Linked DNA regions of Mus musculus: region 1 is linked to region 2. A link is a contact called in public HiChIP or PLAC-seq data. All regions are on one chromosome and are shown on one strand. The core of a region is the stretch at or near the end of the contact, and the rest is flanking DNA. Distances in the headings are between cores, read along the strand shown. Region 1 overlaps Gm30115 (a long non-coding RNA gene). Region 2 overlaps Sdccag8 (serologically defined colon cancer antigen 8).

Region 1 (5,400 bases), core at 1,422-3,921, 870 kb before region 2:
GAAACAAATAAAGAACCCCCCCAATAAAGAAAACAGCAAAGAAGAAACTTCATATGTCATATAATGGTTAAAACAGTGGATATTACAGATCAAAAAAAGCAATATTGAAAACTGCAAGAAAAAAAATCAGTTTCGTATAAAGTCAAGCCCTCAGAATAATAGCTGAGTTTTTAATAGAAATCTTAAAACTAGAAGGGCTTAGAGAGATGTTGCCAGTTTTCAACAAGATCATAACTGTCAACCAAGTCTGTTAAATCCAAGTGCAGCTATGATCACAAGCAAGATCTGCATGTCGTCTTCTGTGCCATCTGCCAGAGGCTTCAGACCTTGTATGGGGAAGACAGGTAAAATGTGAGGTTCAGGTGGTGCTGGGAAGGTGTACTGACAGCCACACCCCTACATAATGGTAAAACAGTACATTTAAGGACAGCTGTCTCCCTGGTGATGGCTTTCCTCTGTACTGTAGTAGACAGATGGGTGAAGCTTCCTTTTTTGTTGTTTGTTAGTTTTGTTTTGTGTTTCGAGATAGGGTTTCTCTGTATACCTTTGGTTGTCCTGGAGCTTGCTCTCTGGACCAGGCTGGGCGGGTACTCACAGAGATCCACCTGCCTCTGCCTTCCATGTGCTGGGATTAAAGGTGAGCACCACCACCTGGTCTTTCTTTGCTATTTACTTAGGAAAGGGCAGGTGCTCTGAGGAAAACATGGTCATTGTCACTACCACCTTTTCTAGTCTGTCAGCCTGTGTACCCTTTGAGGAGCAGGAGCAACTAATAACACAGCTGTCACAACACAACCAGAGTGATGGTCTTATCACTATTAACATTGTTTCTACGCCTACCCCCACCCCTGACTCACAGGGAGCCAGTGAACACTTCTCCAGGCTCCCAGACTTAGATCTAGTGTTTCTGATGACTGCTTCTACCCGGAGTTCTTTATATGCTGTCACTGGAAAGTGGTAAATCTCTGTCCAGAATGTAAATCATGATTCCCATAGAATTAGGTCTATGAAAAATAAAGAATTGTGAATAATAAAGGAGTAGAAACAGGTTTACATAAAATGTGGAACAATATTGCTTGCTGTATAACCTCTATTTATTGAACAGTTACTACAAACACAGCACAATTACTTTTTTCAATTTACATCCTAAAAATCCACTTTGGGGGCTGGTAAGATGGCTCAGGGGTTAAGACACTTGCCATCAAGCCTAGTGGCCTGAGTCTGATCCTTGGAAGCCACATAGAGAGGGAGAAAACCACTTTGTACATGCACGTGCTCAAACACACACACACACAGACACAAACACACAGGTAAATAAAATGCAGTTTGAATTCTTTTTTTCTTTTCTTTTCTTTTTTTTATTACGTATTTTCCTCAATTACATTTCCAATGCTATCCCAAAAGTGTAGTTTGAATTCTTAAAATACTATTTTGTAAAAGTAATATTTATTTGCCAGATGTAATTGTCATCTCAGTGACTTACTGCTGAATAAGCTCACCCTTTCTAGTTCTTTCTAAAATCTGGCTGGCTGGTTTAAACCAACTATTCTGGCCCAAATGCCTCTTCAAGCTGACTGATTCAAGAAGGCTTCTCTTGGCTTTTGACTGAATGACTCTGCTCGGCCTCATACTAACTTTGGCAATATGTTCTAATCTTCTGGCTCCTTTTCATTATCTGGCCCATTCTGTCTTCACCTGCAACCTACACCCACACCACACACCAACACTTGAGTCTCATCTTTCTCTCTCCCTGTGCCACTCTTAAGTCTCCTCGCTTTCCTGTCTATTCTCACGAGAGTTGGACGTATCCTATTGCTGACTTGTCCTTCCAACTCTTTCTCTGATTCTCCATTTTTCTGTCCCTCAATTAGACATCACTTTCAAACATGACTGCTTCCTTCTACAAATGAGTTTTACCTTCATTGTTTGGGATTAAAGGTGCGTGGTAAGGTCATGGCTGTATTCCAGCCAGAGAGATTAAAGGTGTGTCATTCCAACCAGATCACACAGACCTAGATTGTATGTGATCCCTTGCCATAGCAGCCATGTTGTTACATTAATATTCCTTTATACTATTTGTCATGAAAGCGACTGGGTTCTGGATACATATAGTATCTGACCAATCAAGGTAAAGTGTTGAGAGCTTGATGCTCTGGGAAGTGGTGGATCACCAAGAGGTGGATCAGGTAGAGGGTCCTGGGTCATTGGCAATGTGGATGTGAGGGAGACAGTGGGACTCTTGATTCCTTCTTCTGTTTCACATTTTGGCCAAGGTGAAAGTTTCCATTCCTACCCACTCTTGTCATGACATGCTGATCATTACAGGCCCCACAGCAACAAGCCAACTGACCAGGATTGAAACCTCCAGACTAAGACAAGACATACCTTTCTCCATCATAAGTTCATCATGTCAGGTCTTTTATCATAGTAACCAAACAGTAACTGGTACAGCTCTGAACACATCTTGTGTGACCCCTAATGTCTCTCTGCCTCTGTAGAACGCTCTTTGAGACCAGTGGGAAGACTATGAGTAAGACATTCTGAGCTGAGTTTCCGGCTTTGCTCCTGATTTTGGGTGTGTTTTCTGGTTTCCTGCAGTGAAGGAGATGGTTGCTGTGTAGTGGAGGCTTCCTGCGTCTGTGCATTCCACTGAGTAGGCACAAGTTTGGAATGTGGAGACACCCTGTGGGGTGGGGCAGTGGAAGAAGCTGTGCTGGGTAGGCTCTAGCAGAGAGACAAGTCTGGAGGTGAAACAGCATGCCAACCTTCCCATTCTTTTAGGTTGGACTGCACCCCTTTGTCCCAGAGCTGGGGGACTCTGCACTGGCAGAGGAGAGTTGACTGAGGCTGAAGTTGCCAGAGGAAACCAAACAATTCTTATTTACCAAACTGTCAAAATCCTATCATTGCAATTAAGGAGACGGGCAATTAACTGTGTCTTAATTACAGCAGCTGCCACTTCTTCTGAATGCTGTAATTTACGGAGAGAATGGGAGGAGACTCTAAATTAATGTGTGTCTTTAAACAACGAAAAACATTGATGAGGCCTGAAGGAAATTGTCAGCGGTGGTCTTGGGGCCCCTCCTGAGAGGAGGCATTGTTGGGAGATGCCTCCAAGTGCAGTCATGATTTCCAGAGCCTTTGTTGCCTAACGGCTGTGATTTTGATAAATGCCCAGTGACATCGTTACATCCTATTTTGTGTATAATGCAAATCTCCACAGCCGCAGCATCTGTGGCAGCCGCCGTTAGCCCATTTCAGTTTAGTTGTTTTAAACTTAGCTTTGAAACAAAGGCATTTAAACAATGACTCCAGACTCCCAGGCAGAGAGAGCTTTTCCATGGAAGCTACTAAGGGGTAGATCCACAACACTGAATAGGAGAGCAATGAGGACCAGGCCGCAGCACAAGCTATCCATTGGCCACGTTGCCTTTAAGCTTGTGTGACCCCCAGACTTTGCTTCTCTCCAGAGGCTGACTTGCATCATGATGTGTAAGTAAGGGACCCCACCAGGGGAGATGGCAGAGCTGTGACCCTGAGGTTGGTGAGCAGCTCTGGGAAGTTCCTCAGTAGCCCTGGGCCTCTGTAGCCTAGTACACTCAGCATGTTGAAGGCCCTGTGTTCAGTCCCCAGCATCAAAGAAAGAATACGGCTGGGGTTATAGCTTGGTTGGTAGAGTGCTTGCTTGCTTGTTTGCTTGCTTTTCTTGCTTACCATCCACAACATCCTTGGGCTCCATCTCCCGTAGCTCCTCAGCTGGGTGTGGTACACGTCTGAAATTCCAACTCTTGGGAAGTGGAGGCAAGAAGATCAGGAGTTCAAAACCATCCTTGGCTACCTTATTAATTTGAAGTTTTAGGTACAGGAGACCCTATAGAAAATGGGAAGAAAGGAGGAAAGAGGAAGGTGGCTGGAGAGGAGAGAGGGAAGGGGGGAGAAAGGAAGGGAGGGAGGGTTTCAGAGCAACAGGAAAGGCAACTGGAAGTTAGGGCCCACACTCAGCTGTGGTCTGGAGCAACGCTAGAGTCCCTGGGAAGCCTGGGGACTCGGTGGTGACAAAGCCCTCAGACTGGACTGAGCAGGCTTCAAACCTGTCCTCTTCCTGCTTCTCAGTTAGGTGACCTTGAGAAAGGCCCTTGTTTAGGAACCAAAAAACATGTGACCTTTTACTTGAGTACTGGGAGGTTGTATCAGTCTTTCACAACTGCTGGAGAGATAAAGGGACAACGCAGTCCAGGGCCTGGACCAGCGACTGGCATGGGAGAGGCCTAGGGTGTATGCTAACACATCTCCTCTTCTTTTCTGGAAGGTAACTGAGGCCCTCAGATACTCAGGAATAGGGGGTGCTGGTGACTCCCAGAAGAGAGAAGAATGCAGCTGCTTTTGATAAGAACTAAGTACATGTTGGGAGAGGAAGACTCAGTCTTAAGGATGAGGGTAGGTATTCGTTATCACCACCAAGGACCAGACCAATGAGGGACGACTGAGACCACAGACTTGGTGCTGAGTCCTGGAGAAACAGGCTTTGAGGCTGTCCAAAATAAAGTCCAGGAGCTGTGTGAGAGACTAAATAGCTCAGAGGCTGGCTCCACTCCAGGATGCTGTAGAGAGGACGTTCTCTCTCCTTTACTGCTCCAGAAGCCTGAAGCAGAACAGTGTGAAAGCACAGCTCCTCCCTCCCCCTCCCAGCAGGGTTTCTCTCCTGGCTGGCTTGGAACTCATTTTGTAGACTAGGTGGTTCCTAGAACTCAGAGATCCACCTGTCTCTCTCTCCCGAGTGTTTCAAGTAAAGATGTGTGTGCCACCATGCCCAGCCTACAAAACCATAGCGCTTACCTTAAAGAGAATAGGAGAAGAATTGATTCTGGAGCTAAATATGAGTGCCCATGCCCTGGCCACACAGATATGAGCTATTCCAAATGCCACATTTCAATATGGCAATAACAGTTCCATGAGGATTTTATAATTAGAGAATGAAAGAAAGTCATAAATCAAGGTAGTTTTCAAATAACTCTTATGGGAACACCACATAGACAGGTTCTGAAATGCGGGGAGAGCTCTGCAAGTTCCAAGGCTCTGTAATCATCACTGTTCTAGACAGCCTTGTAGAATTTTTAGCTCAGGCGAGGCTTTGGAACTTCATTTCACAGGGGAGAAGGAAACAGCATTGGGAGCACTCAGTAAGGGGTACAGCTCTGCCCTGCCACACACTCCTCAGGCTGCTAGATATTAGATAATGTAGTTGAGAACTGTTTTCTCGGAAGTTGCACCAGATGTGCCCAATCCCATGTAGGCAGGAGATATGCAGGCAGGAACTATATCAGAATATAAGCTTAGCCCGATTGGATGAAGGTGGGACATACCATAGCCTTGTGTGTGTGTGTGGGGGGGTCACCTTTA
Region 2 (5,151 bases), core at 1,644-4,143:
AAGAAAGAAGTAACCAGAGAGAGGGAAGATGCAGAGTCAAAGGTATTGGGTGAGATGCTCTCCCACAGCTATGGCTGCATCTGATGGGTAGATCACAGTGGGGAAGGGCAGGCTTTGGCTCAGTTTCCAGTCCCTCCTGATAAGGGAGGTGGAGCTGAGCTCCTTCCACTCCTGGCAGTAGAGGACTGCCATGGATGCTCCTTAGGTCTTGAGAGATGCTCAGGCCAGAAGTGAAGCTAGACTAAACCATCAGAGGCTGCCTGTAGTGACTACCTATCTGTAAACAAGATTATGCACACCAGCAGGTCTCCCAAAGCACTTTCCCACATTATTTTACACTTCTGAGTAGTGGCAGAACAGAAATATTTACAGAAGAATAAGAACTCTCCAAATAATATATATATATTTTAATTTAGAGAAGTCAACATTTGTGGACTGACATCTGTTTTGTGTGTTTGCAATTAGTTCAGTTGTAAAAAATAATCAGAGAAATACACATGTGGAAAGTGGCTGTGTGCTATATCCCTTTCCACCCATCAGACTTGCCTTGGTCTTCTCAAAGTTGGCTTCCTCTGTCATCTGCACAGCATGCTTCACCTGCTCATAGGCACTTGTCTCTCTCTTCTGCGCTTCTGCCAAGCTGCTCCGCACAGAGACTAGCACAGACATTAAGTCATCTCTCTCTCTGTCAGCACAAAAAGAACACACCAGGTAAGAAATGAAGAAAGGGAAGCACTCGTGTGTATTAGAAGTGCTATGGCGGGCCTGCTCAGCACGCATCAAGCACCACCCAGAGAACGACCCTCTGTCCTCCTTCGGCAAGTGGCAGGCAGAGTGGCAGAAGGACTGCGGCATTCCAGGCAGGACCACATCTGCATGGGACAATACCCTTTTTTGGAAATGGCTGGCATATGCAGGACCACAGAGAGAGGCCTCAGCAAGAGGGAATGACTTAGAAAAGGGAAGTGAAGGAGCTGGGACAGGCAACCAAGTTCAGAAGAGTGCGCACATCAAAGGCAGCTTTACCAATGAGGAAGTCTATGTGAAAGACTTAGAATATTTGAAGAGAAACCTTGGTCTCACTCGTTAGCAGGCAGGGGTGGGGGTTCAAAGGCCTTGACGTGCTGTCTACTCTGGCTTGCTAGGACTGGTGGACACACTTCCTTTTAATCCTTCCGTGGCCTCATTTTCATCTCCCCCACCCCCAGTCAAATTCTCTCAGCTAGTTATGAAGTCTGCTGTTTATTTCTGCTTTTTATTTCAGTGGGTATTTTTATGGGACCCCTCAAGCCCTCCAGTTGTATCTTTTAGGAGCTGACACTCTAATTGAACAAAATCTTGGCTACTGGTCTGAATCCTGGGCAAGCTCCACCCCTCCCTTAATAAGCCTCAGATGTCCACTAGGCTGGGCTGCTTGTTGAGTAAGCAGAATACCAATGTTGTGACATGAAAAATTGCTAAGATCCAATTTCCCGGGTTAAACGAATTCCATAACAAACTCTCAGGATATTTCGAAACTTATCACTGTACAACAATCCGTAGTAGGGGGAACTAGAGAGACAGCTCAGGGAGAAGAACTTGCTCTTCACAAGGACCTGGGTTCAGCACCCACACCAAGTGGTTCCCGACCAGATCTACATTCGGTCTCTCAGGACCCCATGCAGCATGCAGACAAGCTAGCACATGTATATGCAAAATAAAGATATAGTTTAAAACTGTACATACCCACGGTGCCAATGAGAGAAATGAGGTGGTAAATTGTCTACATCTACAAAGCAGAGTGAAAAGCATGCTGGACTGTACATGTGCCATCTTGTGCGCCATCAACATGACCAGCTCTCTCATGCAGCGTCAACCCGCTGCCAGATTATAAACTGTCAGAGAAGAAGCAACTGGGATAAAAAGAAAGAAAAAGGAAAGAAAAGCAAGCAAGCAAGCTGCAAGCAAGCAAGCTGCAAGCAAGCAAGCTGCAAGCAAGCAAGCTGCAAGCAAGCAAGCTGCAAGCAAGCACTGAAGAGTGGTTTGGAAGATCGCAAACACTGATTCCAAATACCCTTCTAAACTAACTAATGACTCCACAAATCTCCCGAAGAAAAGATTTTAAACTATCTGTGGTATTTGGAAAATAGTCACACACAGTTTTAGAAACATGTAATGCTGAACACATTCATAAAAGCTCTTTTTGTTAAACCACAAATTGTTACAAATAGCATAAAATTCATGGAATGGTGATGAGCTTCCTGATTTGTTTTAAATCCATGAAAATTACTTAATTTTTATCCTAAGTGAAATAAAAAACAGTAAATTGTTCTGATTGAATATTATGAGGCATAATTATGTGGGAGAGTAAGAGACTCAAAAGCAGATTTATCATTCTAAAGTAAAAAAGGAATGCAAGCAAAACAGAATTTGTACTTATTTGAGTTTCAAAACAAAAGTGTAAATAACATAAACCGGGATACACAAATGACAAGGACCTATGAACCTGGAAGAAAATCACCCTTAGGAGCACAAAGCAGTCTGAGAATCATGTGCTCGCCTCCCTGAGAGCTACTGAATAGCAAAAACGTTATAGCTCGGTGGCATCCTTTCTCTGCCCTGATACTACTCTATCACAAGGACGAGGTTCCCAGCCCCAAAGAGAACGGCAAGCTGCCCAGTGAATGTAAAACAAGTTAACTGACCCTGCGAGGCCAAGAGCGACCACCTCTGCTTCTCACGGAGATAGCTTTAAGCCACTTAGTTTATTTTCAGGGCACCCTCTATCAAGAGTAGTATTTGTCACATAGTAGATCCTAGACAAAATAAATGACAAGAAGAACATATGTACGGGGCCGCAAGATGACTCACTGTGGGGAAAGCGCTTGCTGCTGGGGATGACAAACTGAGTCTCATGCCAAGGACCTACATGGTGGGAGGAGTTAAACAACTCCCGAGAGAGGCTCTCTGCCATGGAATGCATGTGTGCACACAAACACATGCACATAAAAAATACATGTAAAATTAAAGCCACAAATTAAACTACTTTAGAATAGTTTAATCTGTTTATGAGTCTACTATCTTTCCATATTAAAATAAACTAAAAAGCTCAAGTGTATGACTAAGGACATCCATAACAGGAAGACTTCATAAGTGATACCAAAAGAGATTTCCCAGTAATAATGTTGTAAGATTTACATGGAAAAAGTCAAGTTATTATTTAGAAGAGCAAAGTAAACGTTAATTCTTCTAGTTCAAGATGCTTTAGGATATAAATTCATCAACCCTTAAGCCAAAGAAAATCATTACAAATGAGCCCCAAACACAGACATTTCATTAAAATCATCTTTTAGGAGATGGCAAACAAACATCTGCACGGGTGGGAGTGAGCCACTCCAGCGCCTCCTATGGCCATGGGAGGTTATGGAGAGCCATCCTGGCAAGCTCAGGGTCCTACACTTAGCGCTGCATCTCGCCTTTGGCTGTGTTTCAACTCCACTCCTTACCCAACACTGTATACTCAGGAAACAAAGAGCTCTTGGTGGCAGCCTGGGCTCGTCAGTGGGGAGCCTTGGTTCCTTCTACCCCCATCTTCATCTGCCTGTCACTTTCTTAGCTGATCTCCCACTTTGCACCCTACACTTTCCTCTTGCATTTGTCAAGACTACTGGGTATTCAGAAATGTGACAATAGTATGGCAGGTAGCCAGGTGGATTGTGGGCAGGTGCGTCCTCCTTCAGAGGCTGTGTCCAGAGGACAAAACTAGTGTTAGGCCTGAGGACAAAGGGACACAGTGGAACAGACACATGCGACATCATCTTCTGAGGCAAAGTTGTACAAAAACTTAAAAACAGCACATGATCACCCCAGGGTCTCAGCCAGGGCGTTTCCTGGTGAAGGTGAGCCAGCCCCATGAACTGAACTCACAGTACTCCACAGCCCAGGTAGAAAGCAGGCAGGGGTAAAGACAACACACAGAACACAACCTGTGAGGGTAGGGATGGGGCTGTACTGGAAAAGCCCTTGCACACACTATGAGTGCAGCACATCAGAAACTTAATGAACTGTCGGAGCAAGGGAAGCCAGGTGAAGACCCTGAAAACGTCAGCCGTGGGTGTAAATACACATAGGAGAAGGTTGCTTTAAGAAACATGAATCACAAAAAGGGATCTAACATGACTGCCCTCCGAGGGATCCAACAAGCAGCTGAAAGAGTCAGATGCAGTTATTTGCACCCAACCAATAGACAGAGGCTGCTGATCTCTGTGGTTGAGTTGAAGAAGGCTGAAAGAAGCTGAGGAGAAGGGCGATTCTGTAGGACGACCAAAAGTCTTGGTTAATCTGGACCCCCAAGATCTTTCAAACACTGGACCATCAAACAGCATACACCAGCTGATATGAGGCCCCTAACACACACACAGTAGAGGACTTCCAGATCTGTGTTCATTCAGAGATGAAGCACTTAGCCCTCAAGAGAACAGAGGCCCCAGGAAGTTTAGAGGTCACGTGGGGTGGGGGGTAGGGGCATCCATGTGGAGATGGGGTGGGGTGGGGAGGAAGTGTGGAATGTGGAACAGCTGGAGGGTGGATGGAGAGGGGAGGAGAATGGAATATGGAGTGTAAAAAATGAATTACAAGTAAAATTAAATTTAAAAAAAGAAAAGAAAAAAATCATATAATAAATAAATAAATAAAAGAAATATGAATCAACCTCATCTGGAAATACAGAACTACTAGGCAATAATGCTTTAAGTCACTGTCAATTTTATGCATTTGCAGTAAACAGCGTTTTAACAAGCATCATTACTCCTGTCTTTAAGGAAAGTCTAGAAGGCTGATGAAACATTTCTTTGTGCCTCATTTTTGGAAAGCTCCCTGCTGCAGCTGTTTAATGCCAGCTGGACAGAAGCCTGCCAATGATCACAAAATGGACCAAAACCCAGGACAGCACTACTGGAATCATTTCTCCTCAAAAAAAAAAAAAGTATCCAGGATTTCTCTAAAGAATTTTCAACTACCACCTGAAAACTATTAAAATTTGATCATTATGAAAGAGAATAAAAGAAATTGGCGTTGCTTTTACCTACTTTATGGGACAAAGCAGCCTGAGTGGAAGACACTTCAGAAGATTTCAAACCAACTTTAAAAACACAAGCAATATTAACACATCTT

What was found. HiChIP or PLAC-seq counts read pairs in DNA pulled down with a chosen protein or histone mark.
Region 1: a FOXA1 HiChIP or PLAC-seq map of pancreatic cancer cells shows a contact between it and region 2. The contact joins two enhancer-like sites. A contact is called at or near these places in 1 of 39 promoter capture datasets (embryonic stem cells), 1 of 15 datasets of contacts at CTCF or cohesin (the NIH/3T3 cell line), 2 of 484 Hi-C or Micro-C datasets (bone marrow-derived macrophages and embryonic fibroblasts), 9 of 115 datasets of contacts at active chromatin or transcription factors (the 230-238 cell line, embryonic basal ganglia, embryonic forebrain and 6 more) and 2 of 9 other capture datasets (liver and macrophages).

Annotation. Positions count from the first base shown.
Region 1 is chr1:177,716,497-177,721,896 of GRCm38.p6, reverse strand. It overlaps Gm30115 (a long non-coding RNA gene), which reads left to right. Exons shown (of 5, transcript XR_373742.2): 2 at 4,310-4,437. Among named protein-coding and RNA genes, the nearest start is that of 1700016C15Rik, 11 kb to the left of the region's middle. Within about 2 kb of position 2,671, at least 53 of the 459 cell types and tissues checked have an H3K27ac peak or open chromatin away from gene starts, as enhancers often do. A contact at or near this core is called in pancreatic cancer cells, where this site is marked.
Region 2 is chr1:176,849,298-176,854,448 of GRCm38.p6, reverse strand. It overlaps Sdccag8 (serologically defined colon cancer antigen 8), which reads right to left. Exons shown (of 18, transcript NM_029756.3): 9 at 547-685. Among named protein-coding and RNA genes, the nearest start is that of Sdccag8, 37 kb to the right of the region's middle. Within about 2 kb of position 2,893, at least 14 of the 459 cell types and tissues checked have an H3K27ac peak or open chromatin away from gene starts, as enhancers often do. A contact at or near this core is called in pancreatic cancer cells, where this site is marked.